Linked DNA regions of Mus musculus: region 2 is linked to region 1. A link is a contact called in public promoter capture Hi-C data. All regions are on one chromosome and are shown on one strand. Each heading gives the region's core, a stretch centred on a gene start, on an enhancer-like site or on the middle of the called end of the contact. The rest is flanking DNA. Distances are from core to core; before and after follow the strand shown. Region 1 holds the start of Arl5c (ADP-ribosylation factor-like 5C). Region 2 overlaps Ikzf3 (IKAROS family zinc finger 3).

The links. Promoter capture Hi-C pulls out the DNA fragments that hold promoters and counts their contacts.
Region 2: a contact with region 1 is called in a promoter capture Hi-C map of pre-B cells, with 2.9 times the contacts expected there. The contact joins two enhancer-like sites. A contact is called at or near these places in 3 of 39 promoter capture datasets (the C10 cell line, liver and pre-B cells).

The regions. Positions count from the first base shown.
Region 1 is chr11:97,996,078-98,001,483 of GRCm38.p6, forward strand. It overlaps Arl5c (ADP-ribosylation factor-like 5C), which reads right to left and starts at 96. Exons shown (of 6, transcript NM_207231.1): 1 at 1-96. Within about 2 kb of position 3,369, at least 88 of the 459 cell types and tissues checked have an H3K27ac peak or open chromatin away from gene starts, as enhancers often do. A contact at or near this core is called in pre-B cells, where this site is marked.
Region 2 is chr11:98,490,086-98,495,491 of GRCm38.p6, forward strand. It overlaps Ikzf3 (IKAROS family zinc finger 3), which reads right to left. Exons shown (of 8, transcript NM_011771.1): 4 at 247-504. Among named protein-coding and RNA genes, the nearest start is that of Grb7, 46 kb to the left of the region's middle. Within about 2 kb of position 3,071, at least 57 of the 459 cell types and tissues checked have an H3K27ac peak or open chromatin away from gene starts, as enhancers often do. A contact at or near this core is called in pre-B cells, where this site is marked.

The sequences.
Region 1 (5,406 bases), core at 2,119-4,618:
GTATTTGTCTAGGGGCAGGAAAGTGCAAGGAAAATCCCAGAGTCCTCTTTACCCTGAGAAAACTGAAGTTGGAACTATCTGCTTTAGTGTTGCGAGTAGAGTGAGCAATGTGCAAAATGTCTGCTCTTCCTCTCCAAAAGCCACCGCTGGGGGGAAACCCTCCAAGGGCGGTCCAGCTTTCTCACATTGAGACACAGCATCCTCATCTACAAAGTTCAGACTGAAGAACCCTGCAACTCAGTTACAAAACAAACAACAAAGAATCTCAAAATGTTTTGCTAATCCAATCTAGTAATTTTTTAAAACTTTTTGTTTGCTTGTTTGTTTTTGTTTTTTGAGACAGGGTTTCTCTGTGTAGCCCTGACAGTCCTAGAACTCTCTGTAGACCAGACTGGACTCCAACATCAGAGATCCACCTGCCTCTGCCTCCTGAGTGCTGGGATTAAAGGTGTGTGCCACCAAGCCCAGCATTTTAAGATTTTGTGTGTGTGTGTGTGTGTGTGTGTGTGTTTTCACGTGCACGCACGCTGAACCACATGCCATATGTTTAAATACATGTATACCTTTGGAAGCCAGACGAGGTACTCAGATCCTAGCTTGGATACTGGAAACCCAACTCAGGTCCTCTTAAAGAGCAGCAAGTGCTTTTAACTGTTGAGCCCTCTCTCTAGCCCCTAATTACATAGTATTGTAATTTTTCCCATTTTGTGTTAGATGGCATTCACAGCTATCCTTAGCTACATGCAATTGCATGCAACCTGCAGGCCACAGTCTGAGGAGATGGTTCAGCAGTTAAGAGCACGTGTTGCTCTTCCAGAGGACCAAGTTCTGTTCCCAGCAGCCACCATAGACAGATAAGGACTCTCTATTAACTCTGGGTCCAGGGAACTTGTTGCTTCTGGCTTCTGCACTCTGTGCAATACCCACATGCAAATGCACACACCAATATATAATTAAAAGTAATAAAAATAAAAAATTTAAATCACCATGATTGCTGGGCATGGTGGCACACACCTTTAATCCCAGCATTTGGGAGACAGAAGCAGGTGGATCTCTGAGTTTGAGGCCAGCCTGGTCTACAGAGTGAGTTCCATGCCCCTTCCCCATTCCAAAGGAAATGAAACAATAAATACCGAGCCTGGGCTACATAGTGAGATTGTCTTTTACAATCTAAACCAGCCAGTCTCTCTCAGCAGAGGGAAAAGTCTTTTTATTTGTTGATTTGTTTGTTATTTTCAGAGGACCTAAATATATAATCTGTCACCCTGGCTGGCTTTAAACTCCTGAACTCCAGCAATCCTCCTGCCTCAAACTTCTGAGTGGCCTTCTGGCCTCACAGGCTCCAGCAGCAGGTAGACCCAACAGTGGGTTTGTGGGTCACGAGGAAAGTAGCAGCCCCAGCAGGAAGAGGGAGAAAAAAAACCAATGTGTTGTTTGTGAATTTCACAACCTGGGAGAAACCCAGAAAAAAATCTAAAGAGAAGTGAAAAAAGGCACGTTGACCTTTGGCTGGAGTCCCAGACTCCGTATTTTCTCTTTGGTCCTGAGAAAATTGGAAATCTTTGATATATTTCTCCAGCACTACAATTCAAGGCAGACTCCAAGAAAGAGGCTGTAGTCATCACATCACACTGGAGCATCCTCCTAGGGCCCCTATGGCTGTCTGCCCTCTGCTAAGGCAGCACCCCCAGCGGGGGGGATTCACCTCTACCTCTACTGCGCTCGGGCCCTCCCTCCTCCTCATGTCTTACCAACCTTTCTTTTTTGTTGTTGTTGTTGTTGTTTGTTTGTTTTTGTTTTTCGAGACAGGGTTTCTCTGTGTAGTCCTGGCTGTCCTGGAACTCACTTTGTAGACCAGGCTGGCCTCGAACTCAGAGTGCACCACCACGGCTGGCCCAACCTTTCTTAAAGACAGTTCAGGGTCCATGACTCCCCACTCCATCAGCTTTGGCTGGCTCTCTGTTGCCCACTGAGTTCAAAGCAACTTCCTTATGTGGCCTTTGAGAGCCTCCATAAACAGCCCCTGCGTGCCTACTTCAGCAGTATTTACATCCACTGGTCCTCACTCAGGCCCCGGTCTTAGCCAGATCTCTCACCAGTGCCCGTGCTTCAATGTCTCCTCTGCTTTGAAAGGGAAACACCTGGCAGCCTTTAACTGGGATGCTTGTGGTAAGCAAAGACAAACAGAACCAACCCTTGGAAGCTCACCTCTGGCCTCCACAGACCCACCCAGGCACATATGACACACACCTTCATCCCATTCCTCTTGGTGGACAGAGCTAGAACAACACAGAATTGAAGACATGATCCACACAGTCCATCAGGGCTGATTCCATGTCAGCCCCAGGAAGGGAGCTGGGGTTGGGGCTGGGAGGCTTGACAGGGGCACAGAAGGTATTTGGAGAAATCACCCAGTGTTTGAGGCATGGCTGCCATCTGGTTCCTAGGGGAAGAAAGGCGTCCTGCTTTGTCACCCAGTTGCAGAATTGAAAGTGACATTCGGCAAGCTGGGGGCACACTGAGTGAACAGAACAGAACTGCGGTGGTGGCTGGAGAGGGCTCAGTTAGGAAGGGTTGAGAGTGGCTTTCTGCTCTTCCAGGGGAATAGAGTTTGGTTCCTGGCGTCCATGGAGGTCAGGGGATCCAGCATTCTCTTCTGGCCTCCATGCTGTTTGTGCAAGCGCATGCACACACGCACATGCGCGAGTGCACACACACACACACACACACACACACACACACACACACGTGCACACACACACACACTTCTCTGAGAAGATTTGATTTAGAAGGAAGCCTAGACAGCCACTATGGAAGCTAAAACAAGATTTAGGATATTGGACTGAAACCACAAGCCCATCCTGGGCCAAAGTGGCCTCAGTTTAACCCAGCCTATTTCAGGATAGTGATCCTTGCTGGGGAGTGGTGGCACACGCCTTTAATTCCAGCACTTGGGGTTGAGGCCAGTCTACAGAGTGAGTTCCAGAACTACACAGAGAAACCCTGTCTTGAAAAAAAAAAAAATCCTAGCAACCACATGGTGGCTCACAACCATCTGTAATGGGATCTGATGCTCTCTCCTGGTGCATGTCTGAAGACAGTGACACTGTATTCATATCAATTAAAAAAAAGGGGGGGGACAGTGAACCTTTGGGCTGACCTGGGATCTGTGGCCTGCCCCCCTTCTGTCACAGAGGCAGTATCCACCAGAGTTGGAAGAAGCTAGTCAGAGAAGCAGTGAGGGAAAGGAAATCAGTTAGGAGGGAATCCCCCTGCCTCAGCTTCTGAGTCCCAGAAGTGGTGGCAGCACCAAGCTGGCTGATGTCATGGCTGTTAAAGTCCTCACGTGTCCACACCCACGAGCTTGCTGATCCGGCAGTCTAAGTGGGTAGAGGGCGTGGTTACCTAAAAACAAGACTTCCTCCCCATCTCTACTATCTGTGCCGGCTAGAAATACCTACCTAAGTTCTGAGCAAATGCAGTTGTAGGCAGCTGGTGCAGGAAGAGACGTATTTGGACACCTGCTTCCTCCATCTCAACCCCCTAACCCCTACTCTTTCCAAAATCAGGGTTTCCTGGAGCAGAAGAATTATGAACTTGGGGATCACAGGCAGCACATAATGATATTTGTGGAGGCTGGTAAAGTTGCCCCCCCACACACACACACACCCCGCTGGACTCCTCTAGGGGTCAGTGGCTGCCTTCCTCTATGGCCTGAACTGAGGTTTCCTCCCAGGTGGATATCAGCGGCATCATCTATCTGCAGGGAAGACCGTGTCTAGCCATGACCATTTACAGTCCTTCAGAACAAAACTTAGAAGGCCTGCTGTGACCTGCTCCTGCCAAGCTGCTCTGGCCACCAGCTGTCACCATGTTGTGTTAGTCAGGAGCCACTAGCATGTCATGCATGTCCCCTCTCTCCTCTGCACTAGGAACTTCCTCCCTCTTCTCTGCCTCGGGTTAACTTAACCATGTTCCCAGGTTTCAAGGGAGCTTCACCTCCCTCTCAAAGCCTTCTCTGACCTCTCTGGTTAAGGAACTGGTGTTCCCGGTACTGACTGCTCCCCCACAGCAAGAAACTTGGAGCGCTATCTGTGGTTTCCAGTTTGACTTGTGCCTACCACAGAGGAGATCTTTAATAAATGCTGGCTCCACACCTAAACATAGACGTGAATGATCGATTACCATGCAAAGGTAGTGGGGAGGATGGGAGGCAGAGCAGGGCTCTCAACAACTCTACTATCAGTTCCCCAAGGGACTCTGCCCCTGGGCTGCCCAGATCCCTGTCTGTGATCTGCTGGCTTATCTGGAGGCCATCAGGGGTCCGATGTCAGACTGACCCTTAAACACAAACTATGAACAGAAGCACTCAGGCAGGGGACCCAGATGTTCAAGTCTTCTAGAGCTGTCACCTCAAAAACAAGACCTAGGAAGGCAAGGAAGCTTTGCAGGTGCTGTGTGAGGCAGGACAACAGCTATGAGAGCCCACATCCTGGCAGCTGGTGACGAGGAGGGGCCTGCCACCTGCTTATTTTGTTCTCACATGTCTCAGGGGGCCTGGTCTCTCCAACCTCTTCACACCAGCGGAAAACCTCCCCGGCTCCAAAGCTCTCAGGACCCGTGTGATAGCACATCTGTAACTTTTGCAATCACACTCAGGAGGGTGAGGCAGGAGAGTTGCTATGAGTTTGAGTCCCACCTCAGCTGCATGAGTCCCAGGTCAGTCAAGAGTTACATTGTAAACCTGTCCCAAAATAAAACTTCCTGGCATGCTGGTTCACCCACTGCTGTGATCCCAGCATCTGGGGATGCTGAATAAATCCCAGTGTAGCTGGAGATACATGGTTACCCTTGTCTACTGAGTGTACTGAGTGACACCCTGTCTCGGGAGGAGGTGAACAAATAACCCCCCCCACCACCACCACACACACACACACCAAGCTGGGTGCTAAGTGTGTGGTGTCTTTAATCCCAGCAGTCAAGAGGCAGATCCAGGCAAACCTCTGAGATACAGAGGAGCCGAAGTTCACCCTTCCCTAGTGAGGAGCTGCTAGGGCACAGGGAGGTCAGAGTAGAAAGGGGCAATAAATAAATAAAAACAAAGTATGTGTCTTTAAGATGTGAACTAGTGAGGCTTGAGCCCACCGGCTCAATTAGCAGCACCCACCCCACCCCACCCCACCCCACCCCGCCCCCTTTGCAGGGAAGAAACAGGAGGTATGGCTGGTGTGAGCCTGTGGCTGAATGAGGAACACCTGCAGACAATCCCGAAGCAGCAAAACAAAGTACCATCTCTCCTTGGCCTCAAAGGCGCAGGCGGAGCATTTGCTTGCACTCCCCCTTGATCCCCAACAGGTCCCCACCCTCACCACGGAGAGAGAGTGAGACTGCAGGGCTGACAAAGTG
Region 2 (5,406 bases), core at 1,821-4,320, 490 kb after region 1:
AGGTGTGAGACATTACACCAGGCCTTTGCTCGTCTCTCTTTAGCCACAGTATTTGCACCGTGTTTGCCAAACGCATAGCGAAGCACAAACAGGAGCCACTGGGTAAATTGGCAACGCAAAGAGAGGCACCAACATTATAGCAGACAGCAATGGAGGAGTCCAAAGAGAGACCCCCCATTCTGCCACTTCACTCCTCACAGGACTGCATGAGGACAGTTCTGAGAATGGACAGAGGAGACTATTTACCGGTATGGCTTCGCTTATGAACCATCAAGACGTTGAAGCTAATGCAGGATAACCCGCACACGTCGCAGTTCATCTTCCCACCGGTTGGTCTGCTGTTGTCATAGGGCACGTGTCTCTCCAGCTTAATGCTTTCATAGTCGCTGTATTCTCTTGCATAGCTGTAAGGCATTTCACTCTCTTCTGCATCTCCCATGGGCTCCGGCTTCATAATGTTCTCATCTCTGTCGCTGTATTCATCTTTCACTTTCATCGAATCTTCTGCAGGGGACAGAAGAGCAAGAAATGAACGATGACTGTATTTGAAGCTGTGAAGCGGCTCAGAAAAGAGACCCACAACTGACAACTAAGGACAGAGTAAGCTCACGGAATGTTGTATACAATCAAAACAAAAAAATGCTGTGAGGGAGACCATTCACTGTTTGAATTCGGAACCACAGTTAGAGCAGCATACACACATGTACACACTTACAAAAGCACACACATGTATACACATGCACACACACGTATACATTCATGTATGCACATGCACACACAAACGCACACACAAGCGCACACATATGCACAAATGAACACACATGTGTGCATGCACACACACACATCCTAACACACACATACCCCCTCCCAACATACACACATAAAATGGCAGAGTCCTAGGCTGCCCAGAAGATTAGAGACAAGTTTTAGGTGTGACCACACACAGAGACCATGACACAAACATTCTGAACAAAATGTCCCTAGTCCTTGGAGAGAAGAAAGGTTCTCAGATCTTTTATTGGTGGCTGCAGTTAAAAAGACGATGGGACATGGTCTTTGGTTTCAAGATGAACCTCTCATTTTGATGTCACAAAGGTCTTCGTGCAGACCGTGAATATCGAGAGCTGAGAATTTTTTTTAAAAAATATTTATTCATTTATTTTATGTATGAGTACACTGTCTCTGTCTTCAGACACACTACAATAGGGTATCAGTTTCCATTACAGATGGTTGTGAGCCACCATGTGGTTGCTGGGATTTGAACTCAGGACCTCTGGAAGAGCAGCCAGTGCTCTTTAACCACTGAGCCGTCTCTCCAGCCCATGGATTTGAAACTGTTTTTTTTCTGAGTTGAAGCTGGGCTTTGCTGCTTTGCTTCTGTGGGAATGGTGGGAAGATTCTCTTATCTCTCTGCCTTGGAAGAGATAGAGACAGCATTGAAAGCAGAGGAAATCTGGTGGGGCCAACAGTGTTGAGACAGACAAGGGAAGTAACGCTTTAATCCAAGCCAACGAACCACTTCTATTGATCTGGATGAGCGGAGTGCAACCCCATCGGGGGAAGAGATATCTAGACCTACCCTAAGTAAGACTAAACTCAAGACTAATTATAGGACTAGACTTGAGAGGAGGGACTGACCTGACCTAAGTAAGCTGGATGACTAAACACCGCTCTTTAAAGGGCTGTTGTGTTGTGCGTTCTTTTTTGCAGGTGGGAACAGTCAGGGGGAACAGAACACAGAACAGAAGCAGCATTCCACTTCCTGGTGCTCTCTTCTATCCTGCTACAACCCTTGTGTGTGTGTGTGTGTGTGTGTGTGTGTGTGTGTGTGTGTGTGTGTAAGTCAACTCAGATGTCGCTCCTCAAGAGCTGTTCACCTTGTTTTTTGAGACAGTGCCCACCTCTCACTGGGACCTGAGGTTCAGTGATCAGGCCAAGCTGGCTGGCCAGCCAGCGAGCACCAAGGAGCCTCTTGTCTCCACCTCCTCAGTGCTGGGGTTACAAGCACCTGCCATCATACCTGCTGCTTTATTTGGGTGCTGGAGATTAAACTGAGGTTCTCATGTGTGTGTGGCAAACACTTTGCCAACTGGGAGGACGTAAGACACACAGAAGGCTGGCTGGACATGGTGGCTTGCACCTATAGTGCAAGCACTCTGGAGGCCCAGGATGCAGGTAGATCTCTGAGTATGAGGCCAGCTTGGTCTATACAGTGAGTTTTTGGCCAGTGTGGGCTACAGAATGAGGTCCTGTCCCCCAAAATAAAGCCAAACAACAGAAGAAATGGAGAAGGCAAGTTTATATATTAACCCTCTCAAAAAACCCTCTAAAAACTTGCCTCATGAGACCAACATGTAAGACATGTTCATAAGCAAAGCTTGCTATGTAGGTGCTTATTCTTTCAAGCACTGAGTGTTTAAACATTGGAAGGCTTACTTTCCCACGAAGAAACACAAATCAATGGAATTTAGAGCAAAAGAGAATTTAGAGGTTGGCTAATCCAACTCCCCCACCCCCCCCCCCCCGCCCCTTTCCTTCTCAGACAGGAAATATGGAAGCAGACACGAGTCAGTCATTTTCCTAATTTTACACAGCCAGTTCCTGGCACAGGTTATGCTGGGTCTGGGGAGATGGCTCAGCAGTTATGAGGACTGGCTGCTCTTGCAGAGGACCTGGGTTTGGTTCCCAACATGCACATGGTGGCTCACCACCACCCCTATCACCAGTTCCAAGGGATCTGAAGTCCCTTTTTTTTTTTTAACTTCCATAGGAACACAGGTGGTTACCAACATACTATCAGTCAAAACATTCATACATGTAAAAATAAATCAATAAATCAATAAATAAATAGTGCTAAACTTAAACTACCAGGTGGTTGGGTTGGACCCCATCCTCCCACATCTGTTTAACATCTCTATTCCACATCCTTCTCTCACTGGGGTAGATGTAAAAACCCAAAACACTGTGAAGAAAAAAAAAAAACCCACGATATTTTTAAAAACTACATCCCTTCCAAAACATATCAGAAGTGTTGATCCTGCTAGCAGAGAAGGAAGTGCCACGGCAGCTGCACGGGGCTTGTGCCTTCCACCCTGGTTTCAATTTTCACTTCTATCAGGGTTTCCTTTCATCTGTATTAACTGTGTTTGCTTAATGGAGCAAGACAAGGCCTAACCACCATCGTCAGGGCCACACTGCTTCACTGCTTGTCACAGGTCGTGGTTCACGACCCCTTGACTGCAGCTATGGGTGGCTGGGCCACGTTGTCTCCTGCTGCATCTTGCTTGGATGGGAAATGATTTCTGTGTCTTACAGGGAAAGAGATTAGCTAGCTTTCTTCGTTTCTTTCTTCGTTTCTCTGTTTCTTTCTTCCTGGATCTTGCCTGCTTTCCTATGGAATCTGTTTCCTTGAGCGTTGTTTTTCTTTTTCACCATTTAAGAGAAGTGTGAACTCAAGGCTGGTGTCCCCCCTTGCCTCCGCTGTTCCAGCTGTGGGTGACATTCCACCAAAGCTTGAGTGCACTTCAGTTTGCATGTAGGCGTTTAAAAGAACCTCAACGGAAAAACGTCTTCTACTGAGAACTGAAGACCAGCAGGACTGAAAGGGGCAGCAGAAAAGAGCTCCAGGACCGTCGGGGCTACAGTACAATTTAACTAATAAAGTTACTGGGGTTCAGCAACTTTATGGTTTATCATGGAAAGGCAAATAGAGGTGCAGACTCAAAACCCGAGAGACACAAAGGTACAGATGGGATTCCTGAGAGGCCACTGGGCCCTCAGCCTCCAAAATGGGCCACTGAACCCAAACCAGGAAAGCCACTGGACTCCCACTGAAGAGATTCATTCTATACTCTGGGAGGAAGATTTCTTGGAGCCAAAGAAACACAGGCAATCTACTAATGCCACAAGGAAATGCTGACAAGTATGCTCAGTGAGAGATGTGCACTGTCTCAAAAAACAAGGTGAGCAGCTCTTGAGGAGCGATATCTGTCTAGGTGAGCATCGCATCACAAGGAACCTAAGCTCATTCTCTCCTCATAGCTTTCTAGTTGGATTTACACTTACTGCCTCTAGCTCCCCCAAATTCCCTGGAATCTGGCATCTGCAATCGACTCTGTGCCCTGGGACAATTTACTCATTTGCCCACACTTACCTCCTAAGTTCTGAGGCTAACCCTCTGTTTTTTTCCCCCCTGAATACTTCTCTAGGGCAATCCCAACCATTCTTAAGGGTCCCACCAAGGCCTAATGTGATCAGTCCCCAGATGTATACAGTTCCAGATGCCACACTTCCCTCCTCTCCAATCCTATTTTCAAATCCTCTCAAGTCAAAGTATTTCTTCCCCGTTAGTTAACTCAGGCTGTGAGCCCTGCAGTCACCTTCTGTTCTTCTTGTTTGGGTCACACATTCAAGGATGCTCACCCACCACCTCCCACACCCATCACTCCCTGGCCCCGTGTCCTCTCCTCCTATCCGGAGCCTTCATGATATGGACCATTCCAGCTCATCCCGTGTACTGTGTTTTGTGTTAAAACTAAAGTGTGGCTCATGTCACAGAGCTGCCAAAACTCTGGAATATTCTCCACTGCCAACAAAATAAAGTCAAAATGCAGGAACAAAACTAAAAGGGCTTTTTTGAGATCCGGGCCAAGCTTATCCTTGGGATGTTGGCTCTTAGTCCTGAAATCTCCTCATCCAGCTAAACTTCTAAGTGTCCTTGGTCTGTTCACATTGCTTCCACTGACTACACAGTCTTCCCCAACATTGCCACAAGCCTAAAGCAAAACGCCAATTCCCCTCTCTGTCTTCCTGGATTCCCTCAGCTGGGAAATAGCCCATTCTTTCTTCCTCTAGGCTGCTTATAAACTCTCTTATTCCCTACAGCTGTTAAGCTAGCTGAGGGCAGAAGCCACAGCCCTGGGCTAGTAGTCTCTCTCTCTCTCTCTCTCTCTCTCTCTCTCTCTCTCTCTCTGTGTGTGTCTCTGTGTCTCTCTCTGTGTCTCTGTCTCTCTCCCCCCCCTCTCTGTATCTCTCCCTCTCTCTCTCTCTCTGTGTCTCTGTGTCTCTGTCTCTCTCTCTGTGTCTCTCTCTCTGTGTGTCTCTGTCTCTCTGTCTCTCTCTCTGTGTCTCTGTCTCTCTCTGTGTCTGTCTCTCTCTGTCTCTGTCTCTGTCTCTCTCTGTAACTCTCTGTATTCTCTATGACACTGCTTTGCCAGTAGCTACCTAGAGCAGAGGTGGGGCTGCCCTAGAAAAGGGTGGCAGAGATCAAAGCACACCTGGCTCTTGCTGAAGATTTTAGTTCTGTCTCCAGTGCCCACACTAGGCAACTCACAACCATCTGTAATTCCAGCCACAGGGTATCCAATACTCCTTTCTGACCTCTGTGGGTACCTGTACTCACACGTG